5 separate regions of the Mus musculus genome follow, and regions 2, 3, 4 and 5 are each linked to region 1. The links are chromatin contacts, called in public Hi-C maps. All regions are on one chromosome and are shown on one strand. Each heading gives the region's core, a stretch centred on a gene start, on an enhancer-like site or on the middle of the called end of the contact. The rest is flanking DNA. Distances are from core to core; before and after follow the strand shown.

Evidence for each region. A called contact is a pair of places that touch in the nucleus more often than the background predicts.
Region 2: a Hi-C map of the G1E-ER4 cell line shows a contact between it and region 1, with 3 times the contacts expected there. The contact joins the promoter of 4933440J02Rik here to the enhancer-like site in region 1. A contact is called at or near these places in 1 of 15 datasets of contacts at CTCF or cohesin (the NIH/3T3 cell line), 7 of 484 Hi-C or Micro-C datasets (the G1E-ER4 cell line, the N1E-115 cell line, liver and 1 more) and 2 of 115 datasets of contacts at active chromatin or transcription factors (extraembryonic endoderm stem cells and liver).
Region 3: a Hi-C map of liver shows a contact between it and region 1, with 3 times the contacts expected there. The contact joins two enhancer-like sites. A contact is called at or near these places in 1 of 484 Hi-C or Micro-C datasets (liver), 1 of 115 datasets of contacts at active chromatin or transcription factors (fibro-adipogenic progenitors) and 1 of 9 other capture datasets (embryonic stem cells).
Region 4: a contact with region 1 is called in a Hi-C map of the G1E-ER4 cell line, with 2.1 times the contacts expected there. The contact joins two enhancer-like sites. A contact is called at or near these places in 1 of 15 datasets of contacts at CTCF or cohesin (the NIH/3T3 cell line), 6 of 484 Hi-C or Micro-C datasets (the G1E-ER4 cell line, embryonic stem cells and nephron progenitors) and 5 of 115 datasets of contacts at active chromatin or transcription factors (astrocytes, extraembryonic endoderm stem cells, fibro-adipogenic progenitors and 2 more).
Region 5: a Hi-C map of liver shows a contact between it and region 1, with 2.3 times the contacts expected there. The contact joins two enhancer-like sites. A contact is called at or near these places in 1 of 39 promoter capture datasets (liver), 1 of 15 datasets of contacts at CTCF or cohesin (the NIH/3T3 cell line), 8 of 484 Hi-C or Micro-C datasets (the HPC-7 cell line and liver) and 2 of 115 datasets of contacts at active chromatin or transcription factors (liver and pancreatic cancer cells).

The regions. Positions count from the first base shown.
Region 1 is chr10:111,832,914-111,838,508 of GRCm38.p6, forward strand. No RefSeq gene overlaps it. Among named protein-coding and RNA genes, the nearest start is that of Gm20758, 39 kb to the right of the region's middle. Within about 2 kb of position 2,833, at least 65 of the 459 cell types and tissues checked have an H3K27ac peak or open chromatin away from gene starts, as enhancers often do. A contact at or near this core is called in the G1E-ER4 cell line, fibro-adipogenic progenitors and liver, where this site is marked.
Region 2 is chr10:111,591,162-111,596,756 of GRCm38.p6, forward strand. It overlaps 4933440J02Rik (RIKEN cDNA 4933440J02 gene), which reads right to left and starts at 3,112. Exons shown (of 4, transcript NR_045344.1): 1 at 2,943-3,112; 2 at 2,788-2,844. The region is part of intron 2 of Gm30262 (a long non-coding RNA gene); the gene reads left to right.
Region 3 is chr10:111,623,388-111,628,982 of GRCm38.p6, forward strand. No RefSeq gene overlaps it. Among named protein-coding and RNA genes, the nearest start is that of Gm40763, 10 kb to the right of the region's middle. Within about 2 kb of position 2,849, at least 3 of the 459 cell types and tissues checked have an H3K27ac peak or open chromatin away from gene starts, as enhancers often do. A contact at or near this core is called in liver, where this site is marked.
Region 4 is chr10:111,669,678-111,675,272 of GRCm38.p6, forward strand. No RefSeq gene overlaps it. Among named protein-coding and RNA genes, the nearest start is that of Gm30624, 13 kb to the right of the region's middle. Within about 2 kb of position 3,319, at least 155 of the 459 cell types and tissues checked have an H3K27ac peak or open chromatin away from gene starts, as enhancers often do. A contact at or near this core is called in the G1E-ER4 cell line and fibro-adipogenic progenitors, where this site is marked.
Region 5 is chr10:111,699,050-111,704,644 of GRCm38.p6, forward strand. All of the region lies in intron 2 of Gm30624 (a long non-coding RNA gene), which reads left to right. Among named protein-coding and RNA genes, the nearest start is that of Gm30624, 17 kb to the left of the region's middle. Within about 2 kb of position 3,567, at least 6 of the 459 cell types and tissues checked have an H3K27ac peak or open chromatin away from gene starts, as enhancers often do. A contact at or near this core is called in liver, where this site is marked.

The sequences.
Region 1 (5,595 bases), core at 1,583-4,082:
AATCTTCACACCCCACTTTCCTGTAAAGGGTGAGTCTTTCTCTGATTGGTAGGTCTAAGCTTCAAATAAATTCCACCAATAAAATCATATTAAAAACATCACGATGTTTATTAAACAGATATTCACGTTACCAATGAGAAAGTTTAGTATAAAAAGATATAGAGGAAAATATTTTTTCATTCCTCTCTAGCTGAATTAGTCATTTCTTGCCTTGTGACAAATGACCCCACAATATAGCAATTTATAACATACATATTTATTGTTGTACTGTGTCTCTGCAGTCCTGGGAAAGATCTGCAGAGTGCTTGAAGTTATAGTCCCTCACAAGGCTGAGCTCAGAGTATCTTTGAGGACTGAAGCATCATTTAAGGCTTGACCAGGGGAAGGCTGATAGACTGAAGGCTCTTTATTGACTAGGTACTCGCCACTTTCTTAGCATGTAGATTTCTGGACTTCTCCAACATGGCAGCCTATCTCATCAAAGCATATGAACTGACAGGGTAACAGAGAATCTCCTAGCAAGACAGATGTCACAATCTTAGGTAGCCTAAAGAGGAAAGTGACAGCTACATACCTGTATTAGGGTTCTCAGAGGAACAGAGCTGCTAAGTTTTCTACTCTTCCTCTCCATTCTTCCTACTGCCTTAGCTGGGATTTTTATTGTTGGAACAAAGCATCGTGACCAAAAAGCAAATTGAGAAGAAAGGGGCTTATTTGGCTTACACTTAACATGTTGCTGTTCATCATCAAAGGAAGTCAGACCAGGAACTCAAGCAGGGCAGGGACCTGGAGGCAGGAGCTGATGCAGAGGCTATGGAGGGAGGCTGCTTACTGGTTTGCTCCCATGGCTTGCTCAGGACCACCAAGCCCAGGAATGGTACCACCCACCATGGGCTGGACTCTCCCCTACTGATCACTAATTGAGAAAATGCCGCACATCTGTAACTTATTGAGGCATTTCCTCAACTGAGGTGCCTTCCTCTCTGATGACTCTAGCTTGTGACAAGTTGGTACAAACCAGCCAGTACACCCATATACACACTCTATTGAAAATGCTTCTCTAGGCAAAATATAGTGAAAATCGGATGTGACTAGACGAAAGTTAACACTGTAGAGATGAAAAGGACTTGAGATGAGACCACTCAGCAGGTTGCCAGGTGAGGGAGAAATCTCTGGTTTAGTTTTGCACAAGCTAAACAGAGAAATCAAGTAGGGGCTAGCTTTCTGGAGGCTGAGGTCTGAACGTCCAGATTTGGGCACAGCTCATTTCCTATTGAAGGTGACCCAATGCACCTGATAGCAGTTCCTTTCAGGCAGGTTCTCAGGTAGAGCTGCTAAATGTTTCTTCTCCAGAAAAAAACAGGGCTCACTGGCCACTCTGTCGGCTAGGAGACTGGTATCCAGGGAGGGTGGGATCAAAGTCTGGCCTCTGCTCCTCCTAGGTGAAAGAGGAACCTGATGTAAAGTACCTAGTAGAGAAGACCCATGAAAGGGAGTCAGGGCGCTTTCTTATCAATTTCTCTCAGGCAGGAAGCTCCTCTTCCCCTGCAGGAAAGTCCAACCGTTTGGCACCGTGGCAGGATGTCATCATCAACAAAGTGCATGCTCACGAACTGTTCAGTGAAGTTGCAAATCAACCAGCCAAACAAATCTCAATGTCTTAAATAAGGTTACAGTTTGGTGTTGGGCCACATTCTCACAGCCTTGGCTACCTGCAGCCAGAGGAACACAGGCTGGACACAACTGGCTGGAGCATGGCTAATTGGAGATGGATTCCCGGGAGCCTTTTTCTCAAGGAGAGCGAGCCCTTCCTCCCAACTGGGCTCTACATTCAGTTTTCCTTGATACAACTTCTCAAAGAAGCAAACACTAGAGACAAAAGAGAGCTTAAGAAACAGCCATAAAATAATGATAATGATAATAATAATAATAATAAAACAGCTAGGTTGAATGGTGGCTACACCTGCAAAAGAAAGAGGAAAGAATGGAAGGGCTGGGGGGGGGAAGGAAAGGAAAACACATCAAGCCAACCACAAACTAAGACCATCGGTAACATATAATTTAAAACTAAAGGTCAGAGAGAATGAAAGAACAACCCCAACAGGCTAATGTGATTAAGGGGAAAAAAGTAAACAGTGATTTCAAAGCACAGGAGGTTAGCTAATCGACACCAGCTGAACGGAATTAGCCACACTTGGTCCAAAGATCAGTGGGAAGTGTCCTTGAGCAGCCGCCAAGAGCCAGTGCTCCTGAGGTGGCTGGCCCCGAGTTCCACTGGCTGAGTCCCCTAAGCTGAGCGGGGACCCTGGCTTCTCACCCTGGACCTCATCTTTCTCATTCCTGACTTCCTTTCTCTAGGGTTCTGTTGCAGATAGTCTCTGTTCTTCCAAGTGTAGGAATGTCACTCTGTGTTCTAACTTCTGGCTGTAAGGGGCAGATATCTGAGTCGAATCAGATAATAGACATGTTTGTGCACTTTGGGCATTTTAGATAATTCTCAAATATCCTCTTAAAAGCTTGTTAGGTCAAATAATATAATATAATATAATATAATATAAGGCCTGAACTCATGCTTGCCCCTGAACAAGCTGGGAAACCCCATCTGCCCTCCCTCCCCACACCCTGCCCACACAGAGAAAACTGTGTGCTAACTCATCATTCCTCATTCCTGGGTTTCCGGCAACCCACCCAAGAGTGCCCGCCCAAGGCTCAGTTTTTGACCCTGTAAGGACGCAAGGCCAGCTCCCAGCTGAGCATATCACTCCTTGCCCAAGCTCTAGAAAACTCCTTTTCTTTAGCCACCAGTGAGAGCAGTGATGCCTCCCCAGAGCTGCCTCCTAATCGGCCTGCTTATGTTGACTTGAATTGGCTTATTGTGTTGGCAGAGAAACCTCTTAGTAATATTACATAATTTTTATTAAAATGTGGCTGCCTGTGTAAATAACGAGGAATTAGTAATAGAACATCATCCCAGAGGCAAAAGGCTAAATTTTGTATGTGATTCCATTTATATTAAATATCCAGAGGGGATAAATCTTTAGACACAGAAAATTCATCCATAGTTGCCAGAAACTGGACAGATGGGAGAATTTCAATTTAACTGTTCAATGGAGTCAAGATTTTATTTTGAAAGCATGAAATGTTTTGAATCTAGACAGAGGTGATGTCTGTTAATATTATGAACATACTGAACTATCTCAGTTGTTGCTTGTATAATGGCTTATTTGGAAATTCACCTTAAGGATTATTAACAGAAGAGTTCTGTTGTACTTGAGTTCGATATACCTCTTTCTATATAGGTGGTAAGCGTTGAGATCACTGTGCTGAGAATACCGAGTCTGTTCTGGGCACCAGAGCAGGGCCCTCTGGGCTATTGTCTTCTTTACAATGATTCCTTCATCATCCACACTGTAGATGACAGCCAGCTCCCAGGAGAGGAGCATGGCACAGCAAGGCTTACTTTGCTCCATTGTCACAAGATAGTCTGTGAAGAATAAGGAAAGATTTGAAGAGGCTGAGGCCATCCTCCAGCCTTCTGGGTAAATGCCTCTTTCATGGCCTCATGCATATTCAGTGGGCTTGACTGCTTTGTAGAGAGCTCTGTAGCCTGGCTGAGGAGGCATAACTTGTGGGTCCACACGGGAAAGGAAAAGTTCGTGTTCTGACACCACTATAAATCACCTGAGTTACAGTACAGGAAACAGGTTTATCTCAGAGGAGTATCAAACCCCATCCTTCAATGCTGAAGACAGCAAAATTCCTATGAGCCCTTGTAGAAAATTCTACGTGGATGAAGGATCACATCTTGTCCATCAAAGAGGAAGAAATGCATACAGGTATCTGCTGAATGACATCTTGTGGGCAAGCCGTACACCTTCCTTCTGGGACAACTCCACCCTGGATACAAGCTGTCTCGGGGCCCTGAGCTTTTCACTCAATGATCACCCTTGGCTTTGGAGCCAAAGCTCTCCTCTGTTGGTGTTATTTCCTTCTTAGTGTCCTTAGAAAATTCTTATTTACAAAGTTCCGGTGGTTTCTAATTCCCTACTAAGTTCCTAGTTATCAGATAAAATAATCTGTGTGACTCATAAGCGTTCAGAATTACAGAGCATCCAACTTCCTCCTTTATAAGGAAGAATCCAGAAGGTGAAGTTCAGAGAGGTTGACAGGCTCTCGCTGGGGCAGAAGAAAAGCAGTGACCCAAATACTCTTTACCTTATCCCACAATGCCCTGCTGGACCACAAGGTCCAGCCTTTTGGATCTCTTGGGGTTAAATATTTTCACTGTTTTAGTTGGGAAGATTTTTAGGGAGCCTTGGTATTTTCTTTGTGGCTTAATAGAGCAGTCTTTTGTGTCTGCACAATTCAACAACATATTCAACGGAAGCATAGACCGTGGGGCGTTGAGATCATTTCAGGGCTTCACCCGCCTGTGCTCCTCCCCTGGTTCCTTCTCATGCTGCTCCACCTGAGAGCTTGCCTGGCCTCTGCTTGAAAACATGGGTGTAAAACTAAGATTTTTCCTCCCTACCACTTAACTCCCAGAAATAACAACTCTGAGACTAATCATTAATTAATACATTCATATACCGTAAGCTTTGGCTTGTTTACTAACTAGCTCATAATTCATTATCGCATTTTTTTTTCCTAACCTGAGTTCAGCTGCATGGCCAGTTTCCTCTCCTTGTCTTCTCGGTGTTCTAGGCAAATCTCCTGAGTTCAGATTATCTCCCAGAATTCTCTCTCCTTCTGCCAGATGTCCCACCTCCTGTTTCTTGCCTTAGCTCATTGGCCATAGGCATTTTTTGTTGACAGGTGATACTCTTAAGAGATTTTCTCTACACTTGGAGGGAATGGAAACTTGCTATGTCATCTAGTATAGCACCATGCTTCATTTGTGTTCTCTCTCTCTTTCTCTCTCTCCTTCTATCTCTCCCTCTCTCCTCCTCTCTCTCCTCTCCCTCAATCTCTGTCTTTCTCTGTCTTTCTCTCTTCCCTCTCTCTCCTCCCTCCTTCCCTCTTTCTCTGTCCTTTCAAATATCTTTCCCTTTCTCCCTCTCTTTTCTCCCCGCACACCCCTCTCTCTCCACTTCTCTCTCACCTTTTCTCTTGCATCCATTCTTCCTCTTTCCCTTCCTCCCTCTCTCCTTGCCTTTCCTCCTCCCACTCAGAGCAGAGAATACATACACATACATTTCAATTTCACTGTTTACTTCTTTTGCAATTGACATCGCACCATCGACTTTTAAACACTTAAAAACTTAAGCCATGTGATGTACATGACAACAGCACGCATATGGAAGTCAGAAGACAACCTTGAGGGTCTGGCTCTCTTCTTCCACTTTTACCTGGGATCTAGGTGTCAAGTTTAGCCTCTAGCAGTCAGGTCTGTACAGCCCGAGCCATCCTGCTGGCCCTGTGCATACATTGTAATGTTGATATAAACCCTATCGTGGCCATTTCAAGTGGTTCCATATAATTTCCTTAATCAAACATCTGAAAAAAAAATCTCTTAAGATGTTTTTGCTTTTAATAAGTAGAATTCAACTTAAGTTTGATTTTGGACAATTTGGCTTTTAGGTTATAAAGAGTTGG
Region 2 (5,595 bases), core at 1,862-4,361, 240 kb before region 1:
CTTCCAGTACAGTAAAAACTGTAACAGAGATATTGACACTACATTCTAGTTCTCTGTTTTCACATTTATTTAGCATAGAGACTCTTCACCTGCTACGCCCCTTGGTGTGTTTAACTTCTCTGTAGTTTCTCTGCTTCACCAAGGCAGAAATTCTCAGAGAAAGTAGGTGACACACACATGCATACCACACGTGTATCTGCCTCTCATTCCTGTGGCTTAGGTGGTGGGAAGCCTGTGGCATTGGAGAAGGCAGCCTTGAAGACCTTATAACATTGCATGGCTTTTCCTACACCGCTGGTTTTCACCCTTGAACCTTGGCGAAGTTAGGATTATCAAGGATCTAAAAGGATTCTTAGAACATGGTTCCAACCCCAACCTTCTGCTCAAGGGAAGATCTGTGTGTGTGTGTGTGTGTGTGTGTGTGTGTGTGTGTGTGTGTGAGAGAGAGAGAGAGAGAGAGAGAGCACAAAGCTAGAAAGGAGAATACATGTAGCCATGGATTCTGACATAATTTTCTCATCCATTTTAAAGATTTATTTTCACTTTTAATTATGTGTATGCATGCGAATGCAGGTACTTGTGGAATCAGAGATGCAGAAGGTTATGAGCCCCCTGATGTTGTAGGTGCTAGGAACCAAACTCAGGTCCTCCACCAGATCAGTATTCACTCGTAATCACTGAGCAATCTTTCTGCTTCACTTTCTCCTTCTGATGTGAGTCTCTGTGGTTACCATCAGATCTGAAGGCTATCAGCAACAGTTTGGGACATATTGTTTTTTTCCCCCTCTGTTTCATTTTGATGGGATGATTGAGCTGGGAAGGAAAAAGTCAAGAGTTGCCCGAACAGCTGCTACACACAGATGTATTCTTGAGCCTAAGGGAATCTCAAGGAGATGACAAAGGATTTGAATCCCAGAAGCTGTACAAACACGAGAGAAGCGCTGGGAAGGAAGGAAAAAGATGTGTCCGCCTGCTTCTTGTGGTGAAGAAGCATCAGTTGTTTTTTCATCACATTATCTATGAAATTATAGAACCCTTAGTGCTTGTCTTCGATTCTGTTGCTGTGAAGAGATACCAGGGCCACACAAACTCTTATAAACAAGGTTGCTGTTGGTTTTTTTTTTTAAAATAAAAAACACTCTTTATAAAAAAAAAAAACTCTTATAGAAATAATTTCATTGGATCTTGTTTACAGTTTCAGAGGTTTAGTAAAATATCCCCATGGAGGGGGTTGGAACATGTTGGTACCTAGGTAGATATGGTGCTGGAAAGTTAGCTGAGAGTTGTACAGCCAGATCCACAGGCAGCAAGAAGAGAGGCAGAGAGGAGAGAGTTACTGAGCCTGCCGTAGACTTTTGAGACTCAAAGCCCCTCCCCTGGTGACATAGTTCCTCCTACAAGACCACACCCACCCCAACAAGGCCACACCCCCAAATCCTTTCAAATAGTGCCACACCCTGGTGACCAACCAAGCATCCAAATCTATGAGACAGTGGGGGGCCATTCTTATTCAAACCACCATAGTGCTGATAGGCAAGTAGAAAAAGGTGTACCTTAAAATCATTTTATTTAGATCAGTTTAAGGTTGACAGGAAAATTAAGTGAGAAATGCAGAGATGGTGCACACACTCCCTGCCTGTCCCACATGCAATCCTCACCCAGAATTTGCTTGGGGACAGTGCACATGTTGCTAATGTTAGAGCTCCATTGACCTGCCACATTTTTACTTAATGAAATTCACACATGGTAGTAATTACAACTTACAAAGCCACCGTTTAATCCTTAGAATGCTTCACTAACCTACTTCATCCATCCTAGCCTCCTAGCTCCAACCTTACTGAAACAAAAGGTCCTTTGTAATGCTCAAGGGAGAACCTACTGGGTTTAAGTGAATCTGGTTAGTTCCTAGAGTTAGAACATCCCCTCTTTTCCTCATGTTTTTCTTCTTTTCACTTTCTCTTGCCTTCATTCATGTTTCCCCCTCCTTCCTTTCCACCCTGCATCCCCCACCCCCTTTTCCTTTCTTTTTTGGAAGGTCCTGGCAAGAACTCTTTTGCTAAACTTGTACTATACATTTCTGATACATTGTGTTTATGCTTTAGTGATAGCCATTATTAGATACTAGAGAGAATGTTATAGACTAAGTTTTATTTTATGTAATTTTAGGTGCTTTCCTGCATGCATGTATGTGTGCCTGTGGCGGCCAGATAGGGGTTTTGGATCTCCTGGAACTGGAGTTACAGACAGTTGTGAGCAGCCATGTGGGTGCTGGGAACTGAATCCAGGTTCTCTACAGGAGCAGCAAGTGCTCTTAATCTCTGAACGCCACCTTTCCAGCCTTAGGTTTGTGGGTTTTTGTATTTCCTTTTTTGATAGATATAAAAAAGGGATTTTGAAACTAACCAACCTTAAATCCTCAAGTTCTTAGTGGGTCATCAAGTCAATATAGTAAGTTTCAATAAATAAAGAGAACACTTGTATAGAAAATAGTAAAAGTGATTGGGTTTCATCAAAATTTTGAGCTGCACATTCATGTGCGTGTCTACTTGGGTGTGATGTGAAATACAGTTCTTACTACGCTACAAAGAGCTGGGAAGCCTTTGGTGTCGTGCCTCCTGCTTTCTTGGTTCAATTTAAGTACCATATGCTATCTTTACAAAGCAGTAACTGACTTAGTTATTCTTTAGATTAGTCTCCATTTCCATAGAGGCGATTGTACTGGAATAGAAATTAGAATTCTAAACAAATGTTTGCCCTGGATGTAATAATACTGAGGTGACAACTTACACAATAGACTCTCCCTCCACTTCCACGAACTATCTTTCACTCCGTTGCTTTTTGAAGCTGTCAACAGATCATTTTGAAAATCCTTTAGGAGTGTATCAGAAAGGTGTGAGGACGTTCTAAAATTGTTGATGGAGATAGAAGGGAATTTTACAGACCCAGGATGTCCTTAGAATTGGGTTGCATAGATGGACGGAGTCTGTGATACCCCTGAGAGATGTGGTACCGGAAAAATGTACAGAGATGTCCTGATATCAGTGGGATCACCTGGGGTACAGCTCACACACTGCAAGGCTTCCTCTGATTTCCGCTTCTTTTTACAATTCCCAGTTATCCACAAAACTTAGTTTGAATCTTTCCTCAGACACCCCGCCTACCGGAAGTGATGGAAGCACGTAACCGGAAGGAGATTAGAGCTAACGTTACAGCCAAAGGCCAGATAAAGTTTGTCCCAGCCTCATTTTTTTTGGGGTGGTGGTGGTGGTGGTGGTGGTTGGTCATTTATCTACTCTGAAAATAACTTACTTAATCTCTAAAACTGTATCTTCATTGCCTCTAACTCTCACCAGACTGTTACCCGATAGTGAATGTGTGATGGCCAGTCGGGTAGTAAATAGGCGCGTCTCCTGCTGATGGGTATGTTATTAGTTCCTTCCCGAGACTCGTTACGGAACCTTAACGGATCAGAGGGAAGGATTTCTTGCCTCTACACGGAGTACAATTTCAGGCATCATGTGGGATTGCTGGCCTTGTCCCCTGTTCCCTTCACAGCCACTCAGCTGGCGTGATACAGGGCACAAGCTGGATAATTACCCGGCAAGCTTATCTGGAGCCTGGTTATCTAAATGGGGTCCCTCTGGAGCTCCTAGAGTCTGCGGAGAGGGGTTGTGTCATAGGAAACATAGGCTTGGCTGCTGCTCACAGCCGGGGGTTGGGGTGGGGGGTAGAAGGTGCCTGGCTAGGCTGCTGCCTGGGACACGAGGCTAGTGCCAAAATGGCAAAGTGCCATTGTCCCTTCCTGATTTTAGGCGCGCAGAGCTCCGATCTGAGCCGCTAGGTAGTCTAAGATGAAAAGGCAGGGAAATTAATGATTTCTAGACCCCTCTTTAAGAGCTCAAAGGAAAGCAAAATGAAAACTCCTAAGACACTTAGGATACCCGCCCATTGGAAGCTGATTTTGCCGGGAATATTATTTGTGTGGAATCTGAAATTATAGTGGAAATTTCCACGATAACGCAAGGATCTGTCTTCAGGTCAACAGGTAAAGCTGGCTTTAACTTTATTCTCTTCGAGAAGTAGACCGCTTAACCCTGAGTCAGCCAGTGGTTGAGGAGGCTACATGGATGTCCCATTTGGCAACTGACCTTTCTTGGTTTTCTCCCTGTCTCTTCCCTTCCCCTCCTCCCAGTTTGATATTTGATGTGTCAAGGACAAAGACGTGCAGGAAGGAAGGTCGCAGCTTACTGTCGATCTCCACCTCGAGCAAGCCTCAGGACATCTCTGAACATTTATTTGAGACCCCCTTTGACTATAGGATCGGTCCTCACGGCTCCTCTGTTAAGACCTAAGAGGGAACCGAAGCTGACAGGTCACAGTGGGAGGAATTTATCTCAGGCTGGACCTCAGAGAGAGGGTGCCCGGTTTCCTGTCTTCTCTCCCTGGCGTCTCAGAGATATCTCAAGACCTTTGGACTCTGAGTGTTGCTGACAGAGATAGTGAGTGGGAAAGGAAAAAGGAGGCGGTCTAATGAGGTGGATGGGCTCTTTTTTCTGGTTTTCCCCAGATGCAGAAGCTGGTGTGAGGGAGCGGGGCTGCCTCCCAGGTCTCAGCTGTTAATCTGATGGAATGTCTCAGCCTCTTCATTTCCTGTCATCTTTCCATTTAATCATTAACCCCAGCTGCTCAGGACCAGGCAGGGCCAGGAGATAAGCAAGCCGGTCCCCGAGAGAGTCCACAGGCATGATTTGACAGGATAATGCCCTCACTTGATAAAAGGAGAGACTCTCTGTCAGCTGCCCGCATCCTCCCTGAAGCTCTGGAATCTGACTTCATGGAGCATTTGAGCAGCTAAGCTTTTCCTGACCCCCTCCCTCCCACCACCACTCCCGCCTTCCCCCAGTTGCTGAGCATAATTGAGAATTAATTGCATGTCTGCTTATTATTTTGCTTACTTAATTTGGTCTAAACGTTGTTCACACTCCAGACTTAAGGCCTGGAAGTGGCTGTCTTCAGGTATGATTTGAGATGTCAGGGAAGCCCCTATCTCCTGCTTGTTCACTGTTCACTCACATTCCCATTTTGTCTAAAACTAGCTTAGCTTTTTTCCAGAGCAATCTATCTTCCTTCCTTCCTTCCTTCCTTCCTTCCTTCCTTCCTTCCTTTCTTTCTTTCTTTCTTTCTTTCTTTCTTTGATTTTTTTATTAGATATTTTCTTCATTTACCTTTCAATTGCTATCCCAAAAGTTCCCTATTACCCCCCCCCCCCAACCCACCCACTCCTGCTTCCTGGCCCTGGCATTCCCCTGTACTGGGGCATATAATCTTCGCAAGACCAAGGACCTCTCCTCCCAGTGATGGCCGACTAGGCCATCTTCTGCTACATATGCAGCTAGAGACATGAGCTTGGGGGGGGGGGGGTGTTACTGGTTAGTTCATTGTTGTTCCTCCTATAGGCAGAGCGAATTTTCTAAAGTTTTTTTTTCTCTTCCTTTATAGTGGTAATTATACTATAGTTTTTTTTTTTTTTTCCTAACAAAACTTTATTACATTTATGTTAGGTCTCAGACCTGGGGCAAATGGCTAACTGGGGTG
Region 3 (5,595 bases), core at 1,599-4,098, 210 kb before region 1:
GAGCAGTCAGTGCTCTGAACTGCTTCCGCCATATCTCCAATCCCATATTGCAAATTTGTAAGAGAGGATTTCACACTGGAATTTTTTCTCCACCCCCTTTTCTTCCTTCTATCCTTCCCCTCCCTCCCTGAAGTTCCCTCTCTTCCCCTCTTCCTCTCTTTCCTTTGTACTGGGGATCAAACCTGGAGCCTTGTCTATAGTAGACAAGCATTCTACCACTGAGCTACGTCTCTAGGTTTCATTTTATACTGTGTAAGAAGCTAACACCAGAAAGCTTAGTATATGCTAGGCATCCAGTAAATACTACTTCCAACAAACAACGGTATTTACTAAGCGAACAAATTAAAACAACTACCTAAAGCTCAGAAATCTGTAGGGACGTGGGCAGGACACTGCCCGTGAGATTTAGCCATGCTGGGCTTTCCTGGCAAATGGCCTGATCTACTCAGCAAACACTGAAGATGGCTATGAGGTATGAGGTGGGGTTTGGAATGTTATGGTGGGGATGATGTCTTAGATAAAAATTAAGGGCTATTTGGCTGCTTGCTTGAAAGTATTTGTTTCAAGAGTGAGTTTTTTTTTCGCTTTGTGCTAATGTAGAATTATTTGAAATAATAATAATAGTAGTAGTAATAATAAATACATGCTTAAATTTGAGTTTCTAAGTAGACTCTTGGACAAACAGGCAATTGCTTGTCTAACAGAGCTCTTTGCATGCACAGTTGGGTCCTCAAGTCTCCAGATCTTCATTGCACTTGTGATGACCTGTTTGCAAGAATTCACAAAATCTAGGGGAATTCCTGGGCAGAAGGAAAGTCTCTAAGCCTTGGCAGACACATCCTTGCCTCAGGAGGAGGCCTGAGGGAAATCATAGCAAGCTATAAACGCTCATTCCAAAGGCTACACAGGGACCTTCTCTGAGTCTGCGGCTGTCAAAGGCAATGGTTCACTTCATTGTCCTGTCCAGCTTGTTTCTGTGGGACACTGTCAACTTAAAACAAGAAAGAAAAGAGAGATAACATCTAAAAAAAATTGGAAAATATGGTTTCCTCCTTCATTTTGTTTTTCTTCTGGCTTTGTTAGTGGGGGTTTTTGAAAACAGTTCCGAGTTTGATTGTAAGCTTGGTTGAAAGAGATTTGGCTTCTCTTTTATTATCTTTTTTTTCCCTAAAAGATTCATTTAACTTATAGTTCTTTGTGAAATAATTTGAAACCACCGGCTGGAAAATTGCATTAAAAAAAAAAAAACAAACCCTCCGGCCCTCAAGGTTGTGGTGAAATGTCAAGGAGACTGCTTTTTTAGGGGTGGGTGTTGTGACAACCCAGTATTGTGCTAAATGAATAGTGACAGCGAGCAGGATAGGAAACGGTCTCCTCAGGGGGCAGAAACTGAAAACCAGCTTTGAGAAATCTTTTGTTCAAAATGATTACAGACTAATTGTAAATAGCCCGGAAAAGACGCTTAACAAGGAAAAGCAGCCGGGCTAAGATGCTCTGATGCAGGGGAAGTCAGCTCCTGCTGCTGAACAGGGATGTGTCTGTGAGCTTCTAGCCTGCAGAAGTGACTCCTGTGAATGTATTTAGTTATTTTTGGTGTTCCAAGACAGAGTTTCTCTGGGTAGCCCTGGCTATTCCGGAATTGCTTTGTAGACTAGGCTGGCCTTGAATGCAGAGATCCACCTGCCTCTGCCTCCTGAGTGCTGGAATTAGAGGCCCAAATCCTTTGCATGATTTCCAAATTAGACTATTTTTTTTTTTAGATTTATTTATTTTATTCTATGCATATGAGTACTGTGCCCATCTGCATGTGTGTATGTGTACCACCCTCATCCCTGGTATTTGCAGAGGTCAGAAGAGAACATAGGACTCCTGGTACTGGAGTTACAGATGGTCATGAACCACCGTGTGGGTTCTGGGAACTAAACTGTGAGTCTCTTCAAGAGAAACAACTGCCCTTATCCTCTGGGCCATTGCTCCAGCCCATGATTTTTAAATTTTGTTCTGGCAATTGAATCTGGTGTCCAAAACAGAGCAAGAAAATTCTGGAGGAGTCTATACTGTGGAAGCATCGCTCGCTGTCAGCAGGATAATCAGTGGGAAGGGTATCCATTTTGAACGTCTTTACCTTGAGGCTACACTTTAGGAATGTAGGCTGAGAAACCAGGCCAGCCAGATGGAAACTCTCTGAGAGCCCATTCTAGTATTGATGCTAGGGATTCCCAGTGAAGATCCGTTCTTGAGGTGTGTGGTGGCAGTCCATGTGTGTGCGTGTATGTGTGTTCCTCTTAGCCAGGCTAGGCTAGGCAGTGTCCCAGTGACAAACTAAGTCCTTAGCAGCTTACATAACACAGCTCTACTGCTCTTTTGCTGTTGTGATTTTGAAAGTGCACACATCTCAGGCACGGGTTCTGTTTGCCCATGCAATCCGGGTCATAGGTAGATGAGGAGCGGCGAACACTATCCATTACCGTGCCACAGTAGCCGAGAAAGGTCTTAGATGTCTTGTACTCTCAGTGGTCTCGGTACGATGAAAGTGACTTATTTTTGTTAACTTACCGTTGCTAGCCACAAGCAATCATATGGTTCTATGCAGCTGTTAAGGGGCCGGGAAAAGCAATCCTATCCTTTATGATGTTGCTCTGTTGGTTCAGGAACTATACAACAGTCATGGGGTAGTCGGACTGTGGTCCCACACTGCCTGCTCTTTAGTTGCTTTCCCACATGGGATCCTTTGGTAGGACTGAACCTGACAGGGAAATCACACTAAACGTGTTCTCTGCTAGGTTGATGAATAACTCAGTAGGTACAGATGCTTGCCACCAAGCCTGATGACACAAGGTCCATCCTGGTACCCGTGTGGTGAAAGAGAGAAGGGTTCCTGGACGTTGTCCTCTGAGCGCTGATCTCTAACCTCTACACCTGTCCACAATGTTTGTGTGTGTGTGTAAAATTAAAATTAAAAGAATTTAGCTATGATAGATAATACACCATACGATAAGTCATACATTTAGGATGGCCTCTTTTTCTTTCTTCCTTTTTATTTTTCTGGTTTTCTGAGACAGGGTTTCTCTCACTCTAGACCAGGCTGGCTTCGAACTCACCTGAGATCTACCTGCCTCTGCCTCCTGAGTGCTGGGATTGAAGGCCACCACTGCCCAAGTAGGATGACCTCTTTAGGGTGACCTTTTAGGGATTTCTTTAACATTAGAGTAGACATTTCACCCCTGTTATAGAATTGTATTTAAAATGATCAGAAATAATTCCTCCTTATGTATTAATACATTCAAAGTTATCTCAGTTTGGCATATTGGAGCTGGTTTTCTTTGGCGGGAGGTCTCTTTTCATATTTTATCCTACTTTTTAGGCATCTGGGGATTTTGTTTTGAAAAAGGCCCATGGAAGGAGACTCAGTCTGAAGACTTGGTCTTTGTCAGACAGACAGACAGACAGACAGACAGACTCATAAAGACAGACTAACTCATAAAGTAGATGAACAGGAGAAAATAAAGGGAGCTATGGCCGATTTCTTGAACTTTAATTGTGTGCCTCCGAGTTGGTCTCAAGATGGTCAGATAAGAGTGATTCTAATATCTGTCTCTAGTTTCTCTTCATAAAGGACACAATGGCAATGTGTGCCAGGACAATTAGTCCCAAATGAGTTATTTCTTGTTATTTCTTGTGGTCAGACCAAGGAGTCATTTTCTGGTGATATGGTCTTCTTTGCTAGGTCTTAGTTTTTGCTCAGAATTTTTTTTAAATAAGAAAAAAATAAAAATTTTAATCATCTGTGTGTGCATGAACATGTGTGTGCAAGCATGTGTATGCATGTATGTGCACATTGTGTGTGCATGAGTGTGTGAGTAGGTCATAGGACAACCTAAGAGACTTAGTTCTCTCCTCCTATCATGTGGGTTCCAGGAATGAAAGTTAGGACATCAGGCTTGGTAGCAAGTACCCTTAGCTACTGAGGCATCTCTCTGGCCCACGTAAGAATTTCTTTTAAGTGTATTTTGAATACCCCGTTTTCACCAGTTAATTTCTCTAGTATATTTTTTCCCAGTGTGAGTTATGACTGGCTATGGGACACTACAATTCTCTCTCTATATTCCAGTCTGAACTCTGATTTCACCTTCACCATGGCAGTAGAATGCTCTTTGGGGTTTATTTTTTATGCTCAGAGGGATCAGTGATTTTTTTTCCCTGTATCAGTGATCATGGAGAGTAGGAGTTTAGCACCCTCCCACCTCACACACACACTTTGGGAAGAGCCATTTCCCACCGAGCTGGGTGCTTTCCTCCGTGGCACTAGGTGGAACCATTACTGTCTTCCAGTGTCAGCTGATGGAGGCAGAGTTGACTAATCACTTATGATTTCTGTAGTTTGTATTTAAAAAAAAAGGCTGTTTCTATCCATGCTGATTTCTGCCTGTTGTCTAATGGCTACACCATATTGAAAGAACAGCCAGGATCTCCCTTCTGCAAGCTCCTGAAGTCAGTCTTTTAACTGATAAAACAAAACTTGGGAAATTCACTTGTGCTAAAGAGTAACCCTTATGGTACTGTACATGAATAGATAGATGCTTAGTTATATTTTGATGGTGGAAACAGTTTTACTGAAGCCATCATGGGTGACATTTTTCCCATGTTGTACAGTGGTCTGCTATAATAAACACATGTGCTATAGGACATTGAGCCCCTACTCATGGAAGAAGTCACAGAATGATGGTGGAAACAGTTTTACTGAAGCCATCATGGGTGACATTTTTCCCATGTTGTACAGTGGTCTACTATAATAAACACATGTGCTATAGGACATTGAGCCCCTACTCATGGAAGAAGTCACAGAATATCGTAGAAACCAGAAATTTGGAAGGGCAGAGATTTTTCTTCAGGATTACAAAGCTGCGAAACCTGTTCTCCATGGAAAATCTGATGTGAAAATCTGGCTGTAGATATGACAATTGTCCTGTGGCAGCAGATCTCAACCTTCCTAATGCTACAACCCTTTTAATACAGTTCCCCATGTTGTTATGATCCCCAACCGCAACATTATTTCATTGCTACTTCATAACTGCAAGGTTGCTACTGTTATGAATAGTAATGAAGATATCTGATATGAAGGATATCTGCTATTATGTGACCCTCAGAGGGGCCATGAACCACAGATGGAGAGCCACTGTCCTGTGATTTTTTTTTTTAAGACAAGGTTTCTCTATGTAGACCTGGCTGTCCTGAAACTCGATCTGCAGACCAAGAGACTGGTCTCAAACTCAGAGATCTCTCTGTCTCTGCCTTCTAACTTCTAAGCCAGGGGTTGGGGATGGGTGACGGGTGTGTGTCCGTCTGGTCTTCGGCTGTGGTCAAGAATGATGTCTTACAGACCCTGTGTTCTCCATATGTACTCTGCAATCCTTAGGGTACAGAATTGGAGAAGGGATATGGCTTCCACAGGATCTTGCTAGAGCCAATTCTATACCTGGGCCATTTCCCCTTTTTCTCCCTTTTCAATATACTATGTGCCAAGGTATTATCTGGCTGATGAAAGGGTAGGTTGTGAAAACATGGAGAGGGCCAGCCTGATGTGTAGTGCACACT
Region 4 (5,595 bases), core at 2,069-4,568, 160 kb before region 1:
CTCTGCATGCTGGAGAGAAGATTGGAGATAAAAATGGCGGAATCATTGTCTCTGGCCGAAGCTTACCACAGAGAAATGATGCATAGTTAATGACCTTTTGTGACAACCTTATTTTTACAATCGATTGGGGCCATATGTGGCCTGCAGTGACAGATGGTCCCAATCTGCTGCCTCCAGATAATAACTTGTTTTAGAGCCTCAGGATGGCCATGACAAGTCTCAGCTGGACCAGCTGTTGACCCTGTGACTAACGCCTGCTCTGCCTTGAATGAACGCCCTCAACAGAATGTAAAAGACATGCCTCTGTTCATGGAAGGATGCACACTTCTCTGTCAGGAGAATGAATATATTTGTTTGAAAAACTATCATTTCATCACCCCTTCGGTCCCACTAGGGACCAGGAAATATGGGATTTGATCTCATTCTGTCGGTTCCTGAGTGTATAACTTCAGAGTCTTCACGTAAAAACTGTCAAAACTCTTATTCCGAAAATGGATCCTGACTGAATCATTGAATCTAAACTGGGGACCCGAGTACTTGGTGTGGAAATGATTCGTATTCATGAACATACCCAGTGTTCACTTCTCCGCAAAGTTCACCTTCTCCTCTTTGAACAGCGGTGCTCCTCCGTGCTGTCATGATTATCCACCCATTAAAGCGACTGGGGAAAGTAACAGAATCCTGCCACTTTTCAAAAAGTCAACAGCGGAGACAGGGCAAAGCTGCCATTTGAACCTTTCCCCACTATGTGAGCTGGAGATGCAGAGAGAGAGAAATGAACTTCCAAAGTGTCCACAGATACTCCATGTTAGGGAACCTCCTTTTCCCTCCTGGCACGCTTTGTCAGTATGTCTGTATTTGCTGGATCTCTGGGTACCACCATAATCTATGACACAGTCTCCCTTTCTCTTACTGGAGACTTGTTGCCTCTAGAGCAAGCTCTGGGGAACCAGCCTCCTAGAGCTCCCATGATGCTAACTTTGAAAAGCTCTTCTGCTGTGAGGGCTGTAGGGGAGGCGCGGTGTGGAGGGAGCTGTGGTGTGGGGAGAGGCGCGGGGTGGACGGAGCCATGGTGTGGGGAGAGGAGTGGGGTGGAAGGAGCAGTGCTGTGGGCGGAGGCGCTGGGTGGAGGGAGCCATGGTGTTGGGGGAAGCATTGTGTGCCAGGAGGTGTGGTGTGGGGGGATGGATGCGCAGTGTGCGGGAGGCAAGGTGTGGGGAGAGGCATGGTGTCTGGGGAGGCACGGTGTGGGAGAACCAGTGTGGACAGTTCACATAAACCACGCGGACAGATTTATCATCTTAAGTCCCTTTATTTAGTTCCCGTTTCTGAAACCTCTTATTATGTGGGCCTTGTGTTTCCTGGTCATATGAATTTTGAGACAGCGATCCCTTTCTGTGAAGAATGACCTCATTCTCCTCATGGAAAAATTACTTTGGCATTTGAGCAAATAGGAATTAAATGGAAACCCAAGACATTTCTCTGATTGTGGTATCTAACCTTCCCCGCCCTGCGGCTCTCCCGGGTTTTCCTGTGGACATTGAGTTATACTCCCCCCCCCCCAACCAGGCTCAGATTTAGCTTAAGAATATAATATAAATATTGTTTAAATGGACCCCTCTTTGCCAAGCACAGGATAAAAATTCTGATCGTTCAGTTAAAAAAAAAAAAAAAAAAGACTAGAGATTTAGTTGACCTTGACGTTTTTTTGCAGAGTGCCTTTACCAGCTGAATTTTCAACTGGGATTTTAAATTTCAAGAGGATTTTTCAAAAAAGAAAAAGAAAAGAAAGCTTGTGAGGATATTCAAATGGTGCGGTTGTTGAGTCCAGGAAAGAACGGGTTTTATGGTTCTATGCTGCCAGCTCCTCTGTACATGTGTTGATCATTTAATTACCTTTCTCCCGTCTGGCATTGTTGGGTCACACCTCTAGTGCCTGGCTTGGGGAAGACAGAAGAGACTTTAGGACCAGGGGCCCGTTGGGTTGGGTGGACCGGTTGGATTCAGGTAGTTTGAGGTCTTGAGCCTGGTAGTCAGTTTTCTTGAAGCCTGTTCTCAGTCTAGAGGCAAGCAAGGGATCATGTAAATTCGAGAAGAGAAAACTGAGTGTCCACAAGGTGAGGCAGATTTCTCCATTTAATGAGATCTGAGCAAAGTTTGAAAAGGACTGGTGTATATAAGGTTGACATTATCCATTTAGAAAATGATTTTCTGTGGCCTCAGCAAGGGCAGATGTGTATATTAGCGACATACATCACCACCTGTGATTCCAGTTCACAGTTCTGAATTTTCATTCAGAGGTTACAGTATAGATTCATTAGATCGTATATTATCAGATTACAGCATAGATTCATTAGAACACACCAGGCCAATAAAGATGCCACGCTGTTGAAGACTAAGCAGATTCTGTTGATGCTCCTGCCCTTCCGTCATGACTTCCGGGTTTCTCTACTTGAACTTCTTGACGTTTTGGGTCAGATTTTTCTGTGGGGAGATGTTCTGTCCATTGTGCGGGCTTTTTTTGGTGGCATCCTGGCCTCCCCATCCACCCGAGATGCCTGCAGTGTCTCCGTCATGACAGCTGCTGTCTGGGAAGCAAAAGTGCCCTCTTCCACACATAAGAGATTATCATTGAACCAGAAGATTAAAAAGGAAATGAGTTTATATGTGTTTATATGCATGCCTGTCTGTGCATGTAAACACGCCACTGCGGTCTGAACGTTTGGGTTCTCTCAAATTCTGTGTGGAAGCAAAATCAGCAACGCCATGACTTTGCATCACGGGGCTGTGGGAGAGGTGACTTTCTCCTTCCGTGTGTGGGGTGCAGCCCCTCCTGATGATACCCAAAGGTGGGCATTTGCAGTCATGTCCTATGAAGGCCCAGTGAGAAAGTGCCCTCTATGAATCAGGAAATACTCCTTCAAAAGACAGTGACTCTGCTGTCACTGGGCTTTAAGAACTGGGACTTTAAGAACTGTGGGGAGGAAATTGCTGTCACTTGTGAAATACCCAGTTCATGGGTTCTGTTCTGCCAACCTCAGCGGATGAAGACTAATTTTCTTCTTTCTCTGAGATGTGAAACTAACAGAGGCCTTTTACAATCTCCCTAGCTTCTCATGAATAGACGGGCAGCTCGGGTAACTTTGACTTAACAGACTGATTCTCCTTCCCTTCCACTTGAAAAGCTGATTCATCCTGAAGAATGGGGTGACAGCAGATCTGATCCTTGGCTGATTAGAGCTGAGTTGGAGAGAGGCTGTCAAACCGGATCTGCCGGGCTTCGCTCTATTGAGTGAGGTCATTCAGAGTGAAACTGGAGACTCTACTGTAAACACTTGACTCCAGCAAGGCATCCCAAGGGCACTTAGCGAAGTTGTTCCTGAGCCTTTAGGGCCTGGGGAGAGATTCAGTGGGTTGACTCATTTCATTTTATTTACTTTTTCTTCCAGTAAAATCTATATTTGTTTTGAAATAGTGGTGGAGGAATTGAGGACGTCAGAATGGTGTCCTTAGGGATGTATAAGGGACAGTGTAGAAGGGATACTTATAGCTGTGTCAAGTCATAAAAGCAAAAGGTGGGGAGCAACTTTAGAGTTCGATTATCTGCGTCCCCCAACCCATCCAACCCACTGCAATGGATCCTATAGGGGAATTGAGATTAGGCACTGACCAACCAGTGTTTGGTTACTCTCTCCTTTAGCAGAGTTTGGCAGAGTTGGTCAGTTTCCTGTTGTAACAGTCTTATCTGGGCTTCCTCTATATCATGCAGAACTCCCACCCCACCCCCACCCCAGTTTGTCTCTTTTTCAGGCTTCTCTTTGTGAGGCTGTGAATGGTGGATTTTCTACACAGTTTTCTTTCTTTCCTTTGAATGCCCCTTCCCTGAGTTTGCCAGGTCCCCCAAATGCTAAAAATCTATACTCCTAGTCCAGCATTTGTTTTTTGTTTTTGTTTTTTAATTCAAACCAGACTCGCATTTTCAATTATGTCATTAACCTTTCCTCCTAGATGTCTAACAGACATCTCAGACTGAACATGGCCCCAGTAGGGCAATTGTGCCCCTTTCATCTTGTAGTGCTGGCCAGTGGCCTCACTGGGTACCCTCTTTTCTCACTGTGGTCTTTTCATCGTCCCAAGAGTGACCCCATGAACATTGTTGAAAGCCATTTTCTTAGTCCTGTCTTTGAATGACATCCCATTGACCAAGAATAAAATTCCAGGTCATTTACAATGCTCACACGACTTCAAATACCCAGTGCTGGCATTTAGTCTAGGCTCTGCCCCACAGTTACCGGACCACAGCCAGATGTGCCTGCCTCACTATAAAAGGGGCTGCTTGCCCCCTCCTCTCCCTCTCTTGCTCTCTAGAGCTCTTGCTCCTTTCTCTTCTCCTCTTGCTCCTGCCCCCCCTCTCTAGAGCTTCTGTTGCTGCCCCCTCTCAACCCTCAGCTCTTAATTATAGGCCTTTCCCATCATCCACTCCCATGTCTCCTCACACCACTCGTCGACATTACAGACTAGGTTATACACTCTACGACATTTCTTCATGAAGTGAAGGGAAGCTCACGGAGAGGCTCTGTTCCTAGGTGCCTGGCAAACGGTAGGTGTGTAATGAACACGCATATATCACCCTGCGGGTATTTCTACAACAGGAGACTGGGCCACATCCTGACCTCCAGCCCTCTAGCTCAGCCTGCTGAAGAGAGGTAGCTGGAGGGAAGCACGCTAGTTCAGAAAAGATTCATTCACATAATTCGCAGGTATAGTCAGGGAAATGGTTGGGGCTGAACTCCTAGGTGACCCTTGAGCAATTTGGCTTTGATTTCTGCGGGAAGAGGCTGTGCTGGAGCTGGGCAGGTGCATTAAATGATTTGTAGGCATTTGGGTAACCTGTTCTGAGATTTCAACGTTAATTTTTTTTTCTATCACTGTAAATAAAAATCAACCCTTGTTGTCTAGATTTTCGGACCAGACCTTTCCTTCTCCCACTTGAAAATTAGAAAAAGGGAGCCAACATGAATCTGTTCTCTATTTGTTGTTATGTTATTATTATTGCTTATCATTGTTTACAGAGGGACAGGACATTCACTCCATTCCCTGGGAATACATATTTGGGAACACTTCCAGGTCCTCCGAGGCAAGTGGATCACAAGTTGGAGTCCAGTCTCGGGTACATAACCAAACTGTGTCATAAAAGGAAAAAAAATATGATTACTATTTCCCTTTCCTAAATGGCTTTCTCTTTATTTAATAATCAGTGTATTTGCCCATTCACAGACATTTCTTGAGTTCTTTCTATCTATATCATGCAGCATGACAGAAGCTGAGAATGCAAAATCCAAGATATATATATATATATCTTTGTATATGTATATATATATATATACACATATATATGTGTGTATATGTGCATGTTATATGTTATATGTTATATATATGATCCATATTGGCTCATATATGTGTGTGTGTATTTGTGTGTGCCTGTGTTATATAAATGTTATATATATTTATATAACCCAAGGTGGATGAATATATATAAATAATATATATATACGACAGAGATGTGACATATATATCCATCCATATTGGATTATA
Region 5 (5,595 bases), core at 2,317-4,816, 130 kb before region 1:
GTGGTTACATGGGATCTCAGGCATGCACAGAGGATTTAGGGATGGCATAGCCTTTGACTCATAAGTGCTATGTTTGCCTTGCTTAATAGATAGCTGTATAGTTGTCTGGCTCTTGACTCTAGAGTGTATATGATGTTCTGGCCAGGCTGGTGGGTGGTAGCATGCTGTAGCTCTTCCTTAGGACTTCTGCAATGGTAGCCAGGAGGAGAATCTGTTACCTTGCTAGGATGGGTATGTGGTAATTTCCATGAAACTGGAATGGGTTCATATAAACCAGTCAAGGGGGGATGGGTTTGGCATGACTTTCCTTTCTTAAGAAAGCAAGTCAGTACCATTTGTGTGTAGTCTTTAGACTTATAAATGCCCCAGGCATGCATATATTGGGTAGGAGGAAATGCCAAGAGAAATGAAGGGCACATTTGTATAGAAGGGCAGAGAGAACAAGTCAACTCATAAAGGGAGGGAGACAGTCAGAGAGCAGGAAGAGCCAGGAAATGCTGTGCAGAAGGCACTGTGTTCCACAAGTCTTTGCTGAATTCAGAGAGGCCACTCATATATCACAGAGAGACAATCTAAATAGTTACACCTATCTAGAGAGAGATGGGGGCAAAGCCGGAATGCCGCTACCACTCAGGGTGTCTACTCTCTGGTGTGTCCATAGTCCGCTGCAAAGAACGGTGTGAGAGAGAGACCAAGATGTGGGCTTGATAGACAGTCAAGATCACAGCCCTTCAGATTGGGACTAATAGCATCCTACTACCTGCCCCTCTTCCCTCGGCACTTCTGAAGGGTTTGCCTATGTGCACTTTCATGCTCAGATGTCTAATTCTGACTCGGAAAATTGCTAGTTTCAACTCCTTTGCCAGATGGCTGAGGAAAGAGCAATTGACTGTTCGTGCTAAATGTCTGTGTCAGAGCCCAAAGCAGCCGATTCCAATTAACATAAAGAGCAGAGTGGTTGGTTCTCTTAACAAACGGAAGCTGTGTAATATGAAAGGATGGGGCTTGTAAAAGTGAAGTGATGGGGATGTGGAGAGGGGGAGACTGCAGCCTCCTAGCAGGTAAAGGCAGGCTCTTGTCTCAGATGCCCGCCACCCAGTTGGGGCGCTGGGCTCTATGGAATGACAGGAATATCAATCAGAGTCTCTGAGAAGCCTTCATCTCCAAGGACCCCCCCCCCCCACCTCCCCGCCCCCCCTGTGCCCTTGGTTTCTTTCTGCTTAGCTGGGCAGAACTAGTGGATCTGGGAGTCACATGGCAGACGAGGCTTTGTTTGTTTGGGTGGCTCGCCATAGCTGTGTCAGCGTAGTCAGATGTGAGGCACTTCGTGGAAGAAGTGATGGTCTTTTTAATAAATGAGATGGATAAAGCTTTCTGCTTTTTAAAGTGATTTTTTATAGGTATTCTTTGAGATTGAAATTTAAATATCTGGACAGAATATTAGTCCATCCCTCCTTCTTTCCATCTACTGTTTCTTTCTTCCATGAATATTCATGTTAATTAGTTTCTATTTTTTCACAAGGCTTACATATGGAACACACACAATATATGCATACATATATATAAACATAAGCATATGGTTTCCCCCTTTTGTATTTTCCCTACAAATGGTGGCATATTATATAACCTATTTTGCACTATTGGGGTCACTGAACAATGCCTTTTGGGGCTCTTTCCATATTAACACTCAGAGAGCATCTTCTGTCCCCCTCCCCTATACTATACTCGCTCATATGAATGCCACAGTTCACTTGGCCAGGATGGCCTTAGGCTCGGGCTCTGGATTTCCAGGCTTTCGCTTATTTGTTCTGTTGCTATCACAAATCTCTCTCTGGCACACAACTTTTGGAAATCTGGGTTTTGATTCCTCTGTTCACATTGGGAAGCCAGCTCCCTGTGCCTTGAGCAAATCCCTGAAATGTCTGGGGATAACGTTGTCTGACTTGATTCAAACACAGGCTTTTGAAAACCTTTCTGGCCGGATTTCTCAAGGTGGACCGATGCTGGGGAGAGCTGGGCCTCTTTTAAAAGCATTTATATTAAGTGTATGCTAAATAAAAATGGCCATAGTTCTGGGACGGGGGTGGGGTGGGGGTGGGGGTGCTAGAGGTTTCTGAAGATGAGTTTCTGACTGGCGTCTCAAAACCGCTCTGCCCTAATCTTCAGACCTGCAGAGATGATGAAATCTGGTCTCTCTGTTTATGTTAGGAAACCATAATATTTCTAAAGATGGTAAAAAAAAGCAGAATGTTTCCCCATCAGCCTCTGATTGCTTGACCCGTGAGAGAGATTCACACAGGCATTAGGGCTTTTGGTTTCAACCCTGAGGTGGCAGCTCTGTTGCTGGACACAGGAGCTTACCCACCCAGAGGACCCCAGGGCCAGATGTTCCTGCTTCCAGTTTCCCTACTTCTTGTGAGGGAAGCAACTGACTCCTTTGTCCTGTCACTCAGACTTCATTGCTCTGTGTTAATATTGAGGTTAACGTCTAGGCATTGCCCACAGAGATTGGTGCCATCCAGAGGGAGCTGCTTTTTGTCAGTGTGACACATGGCATGTGCTGTTGACATTGCTTACCACCCACCCTCATTAATCTGCCTTTTGCTAACATAAATTGGTCCCCCACAAAGGACCCACGAGGGGCAAGAAGTGAAATTATATTTTTCTCATCTTTGTTTCTATGGCACAGGTGACCTTAAGACAAAGAAGTGATCCTGTGTGGTTTAGTGGGATGGTCTGTGTACAGTGCCTTCTCTGGCTGGTGGAGAATGGGGCTGGGGTGGCAGAAAGGATAGTAGGATTTTTTTCCCTTGCATTTTTATAACAAAATACTTGAGTTAGGTAAACTTTATTGATGAAAGAAGGTTACTCAACTCTCATTTCTGGGATTCAACATAGCACTGGCTCTGGTTCAACGCTACTGTATTATATCACAATGTGAACATGTGATATAGAGATTACCTTTGCAAACAAGATGCCGCAGGCAGACACCAGGGTCCCACATCCCTCTGAGTTGCTGCTACCATTTGCATAATCTGCCATTCCTTCCAACCGAAACTGTTCTCTTTGGGTTTAAGAGACTACACAAATGTTTTGGGCAGTCTTTTTCAACCTTCTTAACACAGTGACCCTTTAATACTGTTCCTGATGTTGTTGTGACCACCCCCAACCATAAAATTATTTTCACTGCTACTTCATACCTAATTTTGCTACTGTTATGAAACATAATGTAAATATCTGATATACAGGTTATCTGATATGTGGACCCCCATGAAAGGATTGTTTGACCTCCAAAGGGGTCATGACCCACAGGTTAAGAACTGCTGGTTTTAGAGGGATATACTTAAACCTTCTCCAAACTATAGCCAAGAGAGCATTTGAAGCATGCAGTATATTGACGCAACATTTTTAATATTGAGGATAGTAGATAAAAGTGGCCAGGAAATTTGGGTGGCTTTGCTGGACTGAAACAGACTTCCAGCTAAATGGACAGAGGGACAAGGGACATCAGTGTCACACACGCAAGGTCATGAGTTTGACCTGTAGGCAGGATGAGTTTAGAAGGGAATGCTCCCCGAGACCTTCGGGTTAACACCCTCAGTTCAGCAACACTTTGGTTTCGGTGACATGAGAATGGAGTGAAGTCCACTTAGATTTCTGACCAGCAGATCTGTGAAGCAATCATGGATCTCGTGCCAGGTTCCTGAACTTGTGATGTTTTGTGGAGAAACATAACCAGGTGTAGTCACCATCCATGTTTTACAGAATCCCAACTTTCCAGATCCTAATTTGTAGACTTCTTTGGCTGCACTTAAATGGGAGGAGATGGCCTCCGCCCCTGTCTTCATTTTCAGCGGGTGTAGGACACTGGAGCCTCAGATTTCTTTCCTCTTTTTGGCTGTGAGCTTGGCTCTGCCACTCTACCTCATTGCTTCACGGCAGGGACTTGAGTTGAATCAGCTGCTCTATAGAAAACTTTCCTTCCTACCTTAAGGCACTTTGTTTGAGACAAGGTCTCATGTAATCTAGGCTGGTCTTCAACTTTGTGTAACTTGGGTTCCCTTGAACTCCAATCATGCTGCTTCCCTCTTAGTGTTAGGATATTAGTGTGCCATTCCTCCCAGCCCCTGTGGACACGTGCATTTCTGTTCTGAAGTCACAGTCTATCTGTCCTGATGCCCCCAGCCCCCACAGATGCAGATATAGACAAAGGATAACAGGGCTTGTTAATGCAGGTCCCATCTGTGTGCTGACTGGATTCCTGACCTCGCCATATTGTTTCTGTGGTTCGTCTATTCCAGTGAGTGATAAAACCATAAAAGTAGGAATGCTTTTCCACCACTGTTTGGAAGCATCACTGTGTGTATATGGCTTTATATATGGCAAACAGTAAGTCAATAATAGTAAGCATCCAATACAAATGAGATATTCACATAGCAGCAAGAATAGTAAGATGAAGTTTTCATAGATGGATATCCTTTTTGCTAGTATGAGAATCATATCAGAGACACTTGACTTAAATAATCAGAAAAATAAATCACTAGTAGAATTGTGTAAGAACAGCTAAAGTTCCTACTTCCTCTTCCGTGGGCAAAGTATTTCTGGCATTTCGCTCAATTAACATCTTCAAAGTTGTGTGGTTTCAGAAAGCACAAGAGTAACACTCATTATTCTATATTAGATATAAGTGTGGGGTCGGAGAGATGGCTCAGTGGTTAAGAGCACTTACTGCTCTTGCAGAAAACCCATGCCCAGTTTTAATACCCACATGGCAGATCATGACCACCTGTAACTCCAGTTCTAGAGGATCTGACACCCTCTACTGGTTTCTGCAGGTTCCTCCACACAGAGGGTGCACATAAACTCACTCAGACTCACACACATACACATAAAAAATAAATATTTAAAACAAACAAAGAATCCAGTATTCAGTGTTGGGACAACCACATAAGCTTTTAGGAGACACTGTATAATTTGCCTGCAATTAAGTAAATTCAGTTGTTATATTTTTGCTTCTCCAATAATCCAAACAGTTTTAAAAAATGTATATATTTAAAAATACAACACATATAGTATATATACATATATGATTACTGAAGTCAAGCAAGTTAATATATCTGCAATCATACATAATTTTATTTTTTGTGTGTATGGCAAAAATGCCCGACTCACTCTTTTAGTAAATTTTCACCATCATCATTACCTGTAGTTTTCATGACGTATTAGCTCTCTAATCTTATTTATTCTAAGTTTCTGGTATATTGGCCCTTTTGACCTCTATCCTCTCCCCATAACATTTTTCTAATTCTGGGTCTTCAAGCTATTTTATTCTAAGGTTCTAAATAAAATGAGATCATACAACATATTTTTTCACCTCTGTGCATAACTTAGTTTACTTGAAGCTATACAACTCCAAGATAAAGCATAGAAAAATTCTTGATATGACTTTGGTAAGATTTTTTTTTAATACTCCATCAAAACCACATGTAATAACAGCAAAAATAAGCAAATGGAATACATCAAAGGGGAGAAGTACACAGCACAGGAAATGATTGGATGCCAGAGAGGACAAGGTAGACAATTGACTGGGAAGAG